2 separate regions of the Bos taurus genome follow, and region 1 is linked to region 2. A link is a contact called in public Hi-C data. All regions are on one chromosome and are shown on one strand. The core of a region is the stretch at or near the end of the contact, and the rest is flanking DNA. Distances in the headings are between cores, read along the strand shown. Region 1 overlaps HSF2BP (heat shock transcription factor 2 binding protein). Region 2 holds the start of SIK1 (salt inducible kinase 1).

Region 1 (5,427 bases), core at 399-2,898, 180 kb before region 2:
AGTGAATGAGGATGGAGGCGGGTGAGGCTGCGGATGTGGAGACTGGCCAGGAAGACATCGGAGCCGCCCCTTCCCCGTCCCCCCAAGTGATAGAATAGGGGGATGGGAAGTGGGGGAGCTGTGTGGTCTAAGCGTGACTGGTGACAGGATGGCCTCCCCAGCCGAGAGGATGACGGCCTAGGAAGACTGTGCTCTGACTCTGGGGGATCGTGTGCTCCTGAATGGAAATAAACACCCAGGGTGCATGGTTGGTGGGAGGGCCAATGTAGTACTTACTCGTCAGTTGTAGAGATAGAAATGGTGGAGGGACTAAGTGTATTTTAAAGTTTATTGAGCTTTCTTAAGGTATAACTTATGTATCATAAAATTCATTTATTGTAGGTGTACAACTTAGTGTTCTTCAGCTAATTTTTGGAGGTGGGTAATATCTCCACAATCTAGTAAGGATGTTTATATCACCTCATGTAGTTCTCTTGTGCCATTGTACAGGCTCTGGTTTTCAGACCGTTTCTTAGAACCCTGCCTCCTCTTCCTCCTTCCCCCAAGGAACTGCTTTCAAGGCTCTGTGAACTTGGAAACTCTTTTTGCTGAGGAATGGAGACGTAAATGGGCTTCCATGCACGAGATCCTCATTTGATTGCTGGGTCAGGAAGATCCCCTGGAAGGGAAATGGCAACCCATTCCAGTCTTCTGACCTGGGAAATCCCATGGACAGAAGAGCCTGGTGGGCTACAGTCCATGGGGTCACAAAGAGTCTTAAATGCCAGATGAGCCTGTTTGCTGTCTTTTATGTGTTGAGGTTTCATTTAAGATTTTATTTGAAAAATAATTTCTGCCAAAGGTTTGAAAACCTCTGGTTTCATGCCTAGAATAGATAACCTATTTTTCTGGTTTATTTCTAGTATATTTTTGGGTGAATTGTCCAAGTACTTCTGTCACTGTATAAATTTGAACTGTTTCCCATATGTATGGGCTTCCCTTATAGCTCAGTCGGTAAAAAACTGGCCTGCAATACAGGAGACCCGGTTTTGATTCCTGGGTCGGGAAGATCCCCTGGAGAAGGAAATAGCAACCCGCTCCAGTATTCTTGCTTGGAGAATCCCATGGACAGAGGAGCCTGGCAGGCTGCAGTCCATGGGGTCGCAAGAGTTGGATACAACTTAGCGACTTAACTACTACTACTACTATATCAGTCTTCAAGGTAATTTTTCTACATGCCCCAAACCTCTTTTTTTCTTGATCTTTTCAACAGGAAGTTTTAACGAGGGAACAGATTTTAAAATTCTGCTTCTGTAATTAAAACTGGAGTCTTCTGTGTCCTTCACTTTGAAAGTGTTTTCCTGCTGGTAGCCCTGAAAGGTTGTGACGTTCTCATTTCTAAACTTTCAGGATAAAGCTTTGAAGTTTTTCAACATCACTGGTCAAACAATGGAGAGTTTTGTGAAGTCGCTGGATGGGGATGTTAAGGAGCTGGATTCTGATGAAAATCAATTTGTTTTTGCTTTGGCCGGAATCGTAACAAGTGAGTAATTCCCTGTGAATGTAGTGACTTTCCGGGATATATTCCAGAGCAGTGATCACAGTTAGGGTGTGTGCGCATGAATACCTCTGGTTCAGATAGGCTCCTGCCCTGGAGGCGCTGACTCAGTGGACGGGGTAGGGACTGGGTGTGTGTTGTGGAGCATCACCCAGTGATTCTGATAAGTAAGCATCAGTGAGTATGAGCAGCTCACCTTAGGAAACAGGACGGCGCTGCATGTTCTGCTCAGTTCTGTCCGTTGACAGAAGTCAAAACTGTATGTTTAGCTACTTGTTGTTTGGCGTCATCGTCATTTACTTATATCTACCTAAAGTAAAAGCCTTAAGCAGAGCTTCAGGTAGGCTCTTGCTCTTGTTTTGCTGTTGTAATTCAGTTCAGTTCAGTCGCTCACTCGTGTCCGACTCTTTGCGACCCCATGAATTGCAGCATGCCAGGCCTCCCTGTCCATCACCAACTCCCAGAGTTCACTCAGACTCACATCCATCAATGTGCTATTGTAATTAAAGAATTCCAAAAAATCTAAATTGTCTCTTTAGTGAGTTTTCCCCAAAGATTATAGTTACGATTAGATAGAATTCTAATGGCAAAACTGCTGCAAAGGATAAAGCCAAAGGACTAAATAATTAATGCTAATATAGTGGAACATGGTATATACTAGTGAGTATTAAGGCTCTTTGTTCTGAAGTCAGTGAAATAGTTATAGTGCTATGACTTACTTTTTTACATTGTTCTTTCATCTGCTGTATGCTATGCTCCTCTTAGGGTGATTCTCTGCTCTTAAATAGAGGGGAAATGTTATTTTTCCTCATCTACTGAAATCCTAATGCAGTGGATCTCATGTAGACAATTTCTTCATAAGCCCTTAAGAGCCGGTGATATTCTTCACGGGCAGATGTTGAGACCCGGGTGTTGTCCAGTCCTGATTTGGCCTTTGTCTGCTGGAGGACTGCCTCATGCACTTTCATCATAGCCTCTTCAGCTGGTTGAGGCTTGCACTGCTCCACCTTCTAAAATTGCTGTAAGATATCTTTTCTTCTTTTCTTTTTTAAATAAATACTTAGGTATTTGGCTGCCCGAGGTCTTAGTTTAGTTATTTGGTGGCACGTGGGATCTTTAGTTGCCGTGTGCGGGATTTAGTTCCCTGATCATGGGTGGAACTTAGATCATCCGCATTGGGAGTGTGGAGTCTTAGCCACTGGACCACCAGGGATCCCTGGGGTCTCTTTTTTAGCAGAATGTTTAATACTTGCAAATTTGATGATTAGATTTTCTGCTGTGTGCAAGTGACTCCAAAAGTCTGTGATGTATGTGACTTTCCATTCTGCTGAATTGTGATTTTGAATTGCTTCAATTGCCAGCTGGTGTGCAGTGGTGAGGTCGTGGGCCAGTGGGCAAGGCCAGCCTGTTGCTCAGCAGCCAGGCTCAACTTGGCTTTGTTTTTCCCTGCCTGGAGCGGCTCACTTAGGAGCCCTCATGAAGAGTCAGAAGCGGGCGTGTCTGCATTGCGTTCCCTTACAGGCTGATGACCGTGATGCAGTGCTTACGCGCTTGTGTTGGCGTTTACTGCTGCTCTCCTGAGGCCTCGGGGCCTTCCGTGTCTCAGATCCCAAGACTGTTCCACGGGGAGTAGGCAGGACAGCAGATGCCTTGGTTAGCTGTCAGATAGATCCTCTGTCTTTTAAACTTACCTGTGGGAAATGCTCCCATTACAGCTTTTTTTTTCACCTTGTTGCAGTCCTGCAAGTTTTGACAAATGCATGCAGTCACGTTACCACCACAGTGAAGACATGGAAAGGTTCCATTTCCTCCCTCTTGTCCCCCCGCTTCCTCCCCGTTCCTTTTGCAGCCCACCCCTCCGCCCACCATCAGCACCACGCAGCTGCTCGTCTGGCAGTTTGCTGCACCTTTTAGCTGAATTTTCCTGGCTGGCCTGTCTGGTGTCCAGTGTCCACCCTAGGGGAGCAGGTGCTGGCCTCCCATTTCTCCTTGCAGCGCCTGCCTTTTCCTATTTTTTCCTGTCAGTCGGTTGATTCTGCAACCTCAACTCTGATGTGTTCAGGATAAGTTGTGATTTTTCAATTATCTACCTGCCTCTTTTTAAAGAATGGAGGTGTCGCTCTTTTCAGTTTACTGTGTCCTAAGCAAAAGCTGGCTGTCAGAGATTGGTTTAAACTGTGAAATTAGTGAATTTTTCTTATCCATAGTCACTGTTGTTCATAATAGGTTAATAGTAACACAAAGTATGGATTTTTAGGCCCAGCTAGTCCACTTCCTGGGATGTCAGTTCTCTGGACTTTATTTCCTCTTTATTTTTATAATGCCTGCTCAGTACCTCACACAGTGTTGTGCATGTTACTGAGCTTTGGGTAAGTGGCAACATATTGTAACCCAAGGTCTTGTTTAACAAAGGGTGTGCGGTGGTTTTCTACAATTTTATAAGTGGACACATATAGAACTTAAAAGGAGATGGCAAATTGTTATCGCAACCCTGTGAAGGTTAACTTGCTTAGCTTACAAATGGAAAACTTATTTTTCTGACTACCTTTTCTACTTTTTGACTATTTGGAAGTTATAATTGCACTCCTTGTCTCTAAATTCTGGGTTTATTCATTCAAACAGTGTTAGGTAATGATTGTTGTTTAGTCTCAAAGTCGTGTCCAACTCTTTTGTGACCCTATAGACTGTAGCCCACCAGGCTCCTCTGTCCATGGGGTTTCCCAGGCAAGAATATTGGAGTGGGTTGCCAGTTTCTTCTCCAGGGGATCTTCCTGACCCAGGGATCGAAATCATGTCTTCTGCACTGGCAGGTGGATTCTTTACCACTGAGCCACCAGGGAAGCCCTTAGGTAATGATTAACGAATCAAAATTTCCTTTTTTTGCCATGCCTCATAGCTTGTGGCATCTTAGATCCCCAACCAGGGAGGACCCGGGCCCAGCAGTGAGAGTGCCGAATCCTAACTATTAGACTGTCAGAGAACTCCCCCAAGTTACTTTTTTGGTTGTTGATAATTTGTGGCAGGACTGGATCCAGCTCATCTGTCATGGACGTAATAGTTGCACAGAGCTTATAGCAGCGCGCCCTTGTGTCAGTGACCAGCGCTGCTCCAGGCCCCTCTGTGCTTCTGCCTCCTGATTCCCGCCCTCACGCGCTTGCACTGACACAGGGGAGCAGAGTCCAGTTCCTCTTCCACCGCTGACCAGCCCTGTGCTCTTTACACTGTGACCCCCAGCTTCGTCTTCTGAAAAGAGAGGCTTAGGCCCCCAGATGAGGATGAAGGTCTGCCCCAGCCCTGGACTGCGGGTGCTCTGAGAAAGGAGGCTGTGGGCCTTGCCTCTGGGATCAGGTGGTGGCCTCTGAGGCCAGTTAGCCTTTGCTGTGTGCCATGTCCTTGAGTAACTGTCCCTAGAGCATGTTTCTCAGCTTCAGCAGGAAATTCTCTGTTTGGGGGTGTTCTTTGCATTGTGGGGTTTAGGAACATCCCTGCACTCTGCCCTGAGAGTCCAGGAGCAGCCCCTGGGGTGACAGCCAAGAGTGTCTCCAGTGGTTGCCAGGTGTCTCTTGGTGGCAAAATTGTGCTCCCTTGCCACTTGGAGAACCACTGCCCTGTATCATGGCCTTAACCTGTCTTATACACAGAAAGTTTATGATAATCTGGGATGTTAGAGGTAAATGCAGAGAGCTGTTTTGACATGCTGAAAACTGTTTTGGTTTCTGTGTCCCCTGGGCGTGAATCTGACATGTTTGATGTCATCTATCTATATAGAGGTCTTGCTAATTCAGGAGAATTTGATACCTGTTATCTACAATATCCAGTTAATCACAGACATTGTCTTAGTCGTCTTTCAGTGGTTTGTCTTGGATAATTGGGGATACTTTGTAATCTCT
Region 2 (5,295 bases), core at 1,238-3,737:
GCAGGCAGAGAGAGGTTGGGATTCTCCCAGCACCCTGTGAATTTGTGCTGATGGGCCTCTGCATCCAAGATCTAGAGCAGGGTGCCAGACCCCCAGAAGGAGAGTAAACTACTTTGTAAATAACTCACGGTTGTAAACTACTCAGCTGGAAGGAAGAATATTCCTCCAAATTCTCTATGGATAAACCTGGGACAGATAACGAGGGCATTTTGAAAGACTAAGGGAAACTCTGAGACTATTAATGGCCTTGAAAGGCCTTTCAAGACAAACTAAAGCCACAAACTGTGCCCAGGGAGGGGGGTGATGGCACATGTTAGCCCCAGCCTGTGACTGGGCACCAGAGAAGCATATCCGATTCCATGAGACACCCTCGCGGGGCAGCTGGCCAGCACCGAAAAGGTGTTGCACCTCCCCAGAAGGTGTCCAAGCTCTGTATCCATTTCGCTTACCTCTTGCTCCCCACCCTCTCCTCTGAAGTCATACTTGAACACAAGGAAAACGATTGCAGGCCGGGTGCTGTGCTGAGTCGCTCAGTCGTTTCCGACTCTTTGTGACTCCGTGGACTGTAGCCTGCCAGGCTCCTCTGTCCATAGAGTTTCCCAGGCAAGAATACTGGAGTGGGTAGCCATGCCCTTCTCCAGGGGATCTTCCTGACCCAGGGATTGAACCCAGGTCCCCTGTATTGCAGGCAGATTCTTCTGCCTTCCATCTGCCTCCCTAATATTTAATAAATAGTATTTGCCATAGGCTGTGTCTTCCCTTAGACAGTGTCTTCTCTGCAGAGGCGTAAAGGAACATGCATTGAGCAGTGATGCCAATGGAAACTGTCACCTGCTGCCATTTTCATGCTCTCCCCCTCCTGCCTTGACCTCTGTCCTGAGGGCACAGGTCCCTGCCAGCTCCTCCACCGAAGCTCGAGGAGACAGCATGGTGGACCCGGCAGCAGACAAAAGTGACCAAGGCCAAGGGACCTGCAGTGTCCACCCTCGCAGGGATGAGTCCTTGCTCACTGTTGACCCTCCTGTTGGCCCTTTTGGAGGGCTCTCCCTCCCACCTGCACCCCCGTCCCCAAGGGACAGGACCCTTTTGTCATCTGCATACAAAGCACCTGGACTGAGTCAAAAGAAAGCGAAGTGTTAGTCACTCAATCACGTCTGACCTTCAGGACTCCATGCACTGTAGCCGCCAGGCCCCTCTGTCCATGGGATTCTCCAGGCAAGAATACTAGAGTGGGTTGCCATTCCTTCTCCAGGGGAACTTCCCTACCCGGGGATCAAACCCAGGTCTCCTGCATTGCAGGCACATTCTTTACCATCTGAGCCATCAGGGAAACTGGCCTTTATTTAAGGTGTGCTAACTGGATTTCTCAACACCCTGGTCCTTCAGGAGTGGGGTCCATTCCCACCTAGACCTCAGGTCAGCCCAGAAATCAGCTCACTGGGCTTTCTTCTTCTCTCCAGCCTGCTAGGTTTCTTCAGCAAAGGGCTGCCTCCAGTCACCAGCTGGCTGCTGACCTCAGATTGGAGGTGAATGGGCCGGGTGGGCTGAACCACTCCCCTGGGGGCTCACCGCACTCAGGCAGCCCCCAGGCCCCCAGTGTAGGTTACAGAGAGGCTGACCGGTTTCCAGTGTTGACGTTTCAGTACAGAGCAAGAGCAGTCGAAGTGGGACGCCCATGACTTCCATGTCCGTGCTTGCCACGCTCAGAAGGGTCCCTGGCGGGTGGCGGCTCCTCCGTGGAGCCGGTGACCGATATGGGGGGTGAGACCTGGCCTGCTGTCATCTGCACCTCGTATGGCCACATTCTGCGCGTCTGTGACCTTTCCCGGGCCCCACCTGGTACTTCCCCTGAGGCTCCAAGGCCGAGCACTTCCGAAGGAAACTAGGGGACACATGAAACTCGCAGCCCGATAATAGGGACCCGGGAGTAGGGGTCTGCAGAGGACGCAGCCGCAACCGTGCTGCACTTAAGGAGTTTCAGAACCGCGCTAGAACCAAGCCTGCTGGGAGGAAGCGAGAAGGGGGAGACCAGCGCGAAGGCGGCCGTGCGCCCGTTTGAGGAAGGGCAGGCTCTCACTGGGGACGAAACGGTTAAGCCTCCCGCAGCGCCCTAGGCGTCCGGTAGGGGTCGCGCGCCGGCGGGAGCGCGGGCGCTCGCGGGCGGGCCTCAGGCGGCCGGGGCCCCTGACGTCACCGCCCCACGGTCGCCATGGCGACGGCCTCATCAGCGCGCGCGTCAGAGCCGCCAGTCTCTTGGCAACCGCCCGATCTCCCGCTCTCCCTCCGCCTGGCGCTCGGCCGCGCGTCGCTCTGGCGTCAAAAGGACGTCAATGGGGATGTATCAATCCGGCGGCGGCGGCGTGGGCGGGGCTGCCGTGGGCGGGGCCGGCGGCGTGGGGGAGTGACGGGGCGGGCCCGGGAGCCCGGGGGCGGGGCCGGGGGCGGGGCGGACGGCGCGTGCGGCTGGAGAGCGCGGCTCCCGGCTCAGAGCTGACATGCGGCGCAGCCCGGGCGGCAGGCGGCGGAGCAGTTGGCGGCCGGGCAGAGCGAACGGCCGAACAGGCGGCGGGGGCCGCGGGGCGAGCGGTGTCCCAGCCTCGGCGCTCCGAGGGCGGCGGAGGTGAGGCGCGGCCCGGTGGGCCGGTGGCCGCCGCCGGGCTCGGGGCTGCGGGCTCGGCGGCCCCGCAGGTGCGCGCGCGGGGTTTTCGGGCCGGGGCGCCGCCGCCGGCTTCCCCTTTGTTGTGCGGCAGACAGCTGGGGGCCGTGGGAGCGAGGGTCCAGGGCTCAGGACGGAGACGGGCGCGGGCCGCGGTCCACGCGTCCCGCGGGGCTTGGGACCCGGAGCCTGAGCGGATCCGACTGCGGGCGGCGGGCGTATGAGCGGGGCGCACGGCTCCCGGATCGGGTCTCGCGGTGGAGCAAGTCGTCGGCGGGGGCGGTGGCCGCGGGTCCGCGCGCCCGGGGTCGGGTCTGCAGACGCCAAGCTGAGCGCGCCCCCCGCCCGTAGGTGCGGCCCGGAACCATGGTGATCATGTCCGAGTTGAGCGCGGCCCCCGCGGGCTCGGGCCAGGGCCAGCAGAAGCCTCTCCGGGTGGGCTTCTACGACATCGAGCGGACCCTCGGCAAGGGCAATTTCGCGGTGGTGAAGCTGGCCCGGCATCGAGTCACCAAAACGCAGGTGCGTGGTGGGGGCGGAACCCCGGGGTGGACCCTCCGCGGGTGGATACCCCCTTTCCCCGAAGTCGGGGAAGCTGGTGAAATCCCTCCTTGTGGGGTCCATCGTCCCAAGGTCGAAACGCTGACAGTTTTTATCAGTTCTGTATAGAAAGAAATGCGATATGTTATGATTATGCGTAAATTGTACAGATACTGGGGAGTAGCAAGAAGGATAATGACCAAATACCCAGGAGTGCAGCTGGAGCCTGTAAAACGAGTCTGCAGAGACTTAAGACATTTATTGAACTTTGACTTTTTTGGTTACTTTTGTTATTTTCCTCCCTAAGTTTTTGTGACCTTTGGGGACATGAAGTGTTTTAGAAATTAACCTGCAAAAAACGAAGTGTGTAAATTAGCTCAACGCAGAGTTTTATTTCAACAAAATATCCTTTATTAATAATTTGTAGGTTGCAATAAAAATAATCGACAAAGCACGATTAGATTCAAGCAATTTGGAGAAAATCTATCGAGAGGTTCAGATCATGAAGCTTCTGAATCATCCTCACATTATAAAGCTCTATCAGGTAAGGATTCAAGTGTGCGTTCCACTGTTACTTCTGGCAAGTGTATCATTTTTTAATTTTCAACAACTTAAGTCTACAGTTTCTGAAGGTTGTCTCGCTGGGTGGGAGTCAGGGAGTTGATTGTAGAAGGTAAAAAGATTGATTTTTGTGAGCTGTGCACTAATTTTTTCTTGCTTTTGGATTATAATCCAGATTTGCTTCATTTAAGTTTTATTTGATACTGTTACTTGCTCCAGTTTTGGATGCGTTGGAGGTCAATTGTTAAATTTACTATGAAAACAAACAAAAAAAACACATGGATTTCTGTATTGCTGAGAGTCAACCATTTAGTGTGAAAGGACAAATTTGAGTCTAGACACTTCTACCTCGGCAGATTTTTAATAAACTTTAAAACTAGCTGCTCTTACCAGTTTTTGTAAACTTACCTATGCCAAGGCAGCAGTGAGCATTTGTCTCTTCTGTTTCAACCCTCCCATCAGAAATGGAGACATAAAACACCTGTGCCCAGGTGAGAGCAGGGAACTTGACATCTAATCCACATTGAGAACGCACCTCACCCTGTCCGCCTGTTGGTTTGCTTTGTGACTTTATTTTTGTTCTCCTGTTAAGACTAATAAATTGTACCTTTGGAAACTAGGTGCTGATTTTATTAGGACAGCAGAGCGATCTCTTCCTTAGCCAGCCACTTCTGTAGAATGAACTTAGATCCACTTCGGAAGGATGTGTTCTTTGCATTCACCCAGTTGTGTTGGGTATAAGTTCCTTTTGAGGAGTCTCATGAAACCCTGTGGATCCACGATGAATAGAGGACCATGTGTGTGTGGGGGGGTGTGCCCTTGGCAAGGCGAGGTGGAGAGAGGACTGTGATTGAAGTGACCCTGGGGAACGCTGCTGCCCTCGGTTACAATGAAGGATGAGGGAGTCACAAGGCTCGTGTTCCCCTAATGACAGTTTACTCGGCGTCGTTAAGCGCATAGCTCACGTCACGTGCACTCCGGTTCATGTTTTGTTTCTGTTGTCGTCGCGTCGTGAGGCCCAGATAAGATGTTTCCTCCACAGTGGCTGATGTCAGTGCCTGAGCAATGTGCCCACCCCGTTTCCGCAGGAGTGGGCTAAAGCCTGCCTGCCTTTGACTTTGCCGAGGGGGATGAGCCAGGGCCTTCCCTGTCTTCCTGTCCTCCGCTGACCCTGGGCAGGAGGAGCCCGGGTAGCCAGATGCCTGGCCCCTGGGATCCACGTTGAGGTCTTTTCTGGGGATGAATTTGCTCCGCTCCAGGACCTGCTGTTGGAAGATGACGGGCTCAGTGGGCAGCAATGATTGTACAGCTCTCGTTGTGACACTAATGTCTAATTTGCATCCAGCTGGCCCGGGCCCCAGAACCTTGGAGAGACACTTCAACTCTTTCCTCGAGGTTTTTTTTTTTAAACTTCAAACGTGTTGACTCTTAAATCTTTCTGCCTCTCTTTTTTTAAACTGAGGAAGGGGATAAACTCAAAGTCCCTCCACCACACAGGTCCAAGGCAGTTACAATTGCAGCTAAACTGCATTGTGTCT

The links. Hi-C and Micro-C count contacts between places; a contact is called where the count stands out from the background.
Region 1: a Hi-C map of blastocyst shows a contact between it and region 2, with 3 times the contacts expected there. The contact joins the enhancer-like site here to the promoter of SIK1 in region 2. A contact is called at or near these places in 2 of 11 Hi-C or Micro-C datasets (blastocyst and liver).

What each region holds. Positions count from the first base shown.
Region 1 is chr1:143,697,327-143,702,753 of ARS-UCD2.0, reverse strand. HSF2BP (heat shock transcription factor 2 binding protein) reads left to right here. Exons shown (of 9, transcript NM_001035493.3): 6 at 1,390-1,522. Among named protein-coding and RNA genes, the nearest start is that of HSF2BP, 29 kb to the left of the region's middle. Within about 2 kb of position 1,648, at least 18 of the 102 cell types and tissues checked have an H3K27ac peak or open chromatin away from gene starts, as enhancers often do. A contact at or near this core is called in blastocyst, where this site is marked.
Region 2 is chr1:143,521,174-143,526,468 of ARS-UCD2.0, reverse strand. SIK1 (salt inducible kinase 1) reads left to right here and starts at 2,487. Exons shown (of 14, transcript XM_024996648.2): 1 at 2,487-2,620; 2 at 3,008-3,178; 3 at 3,624-3,740. The coding sequence starts at 3,023.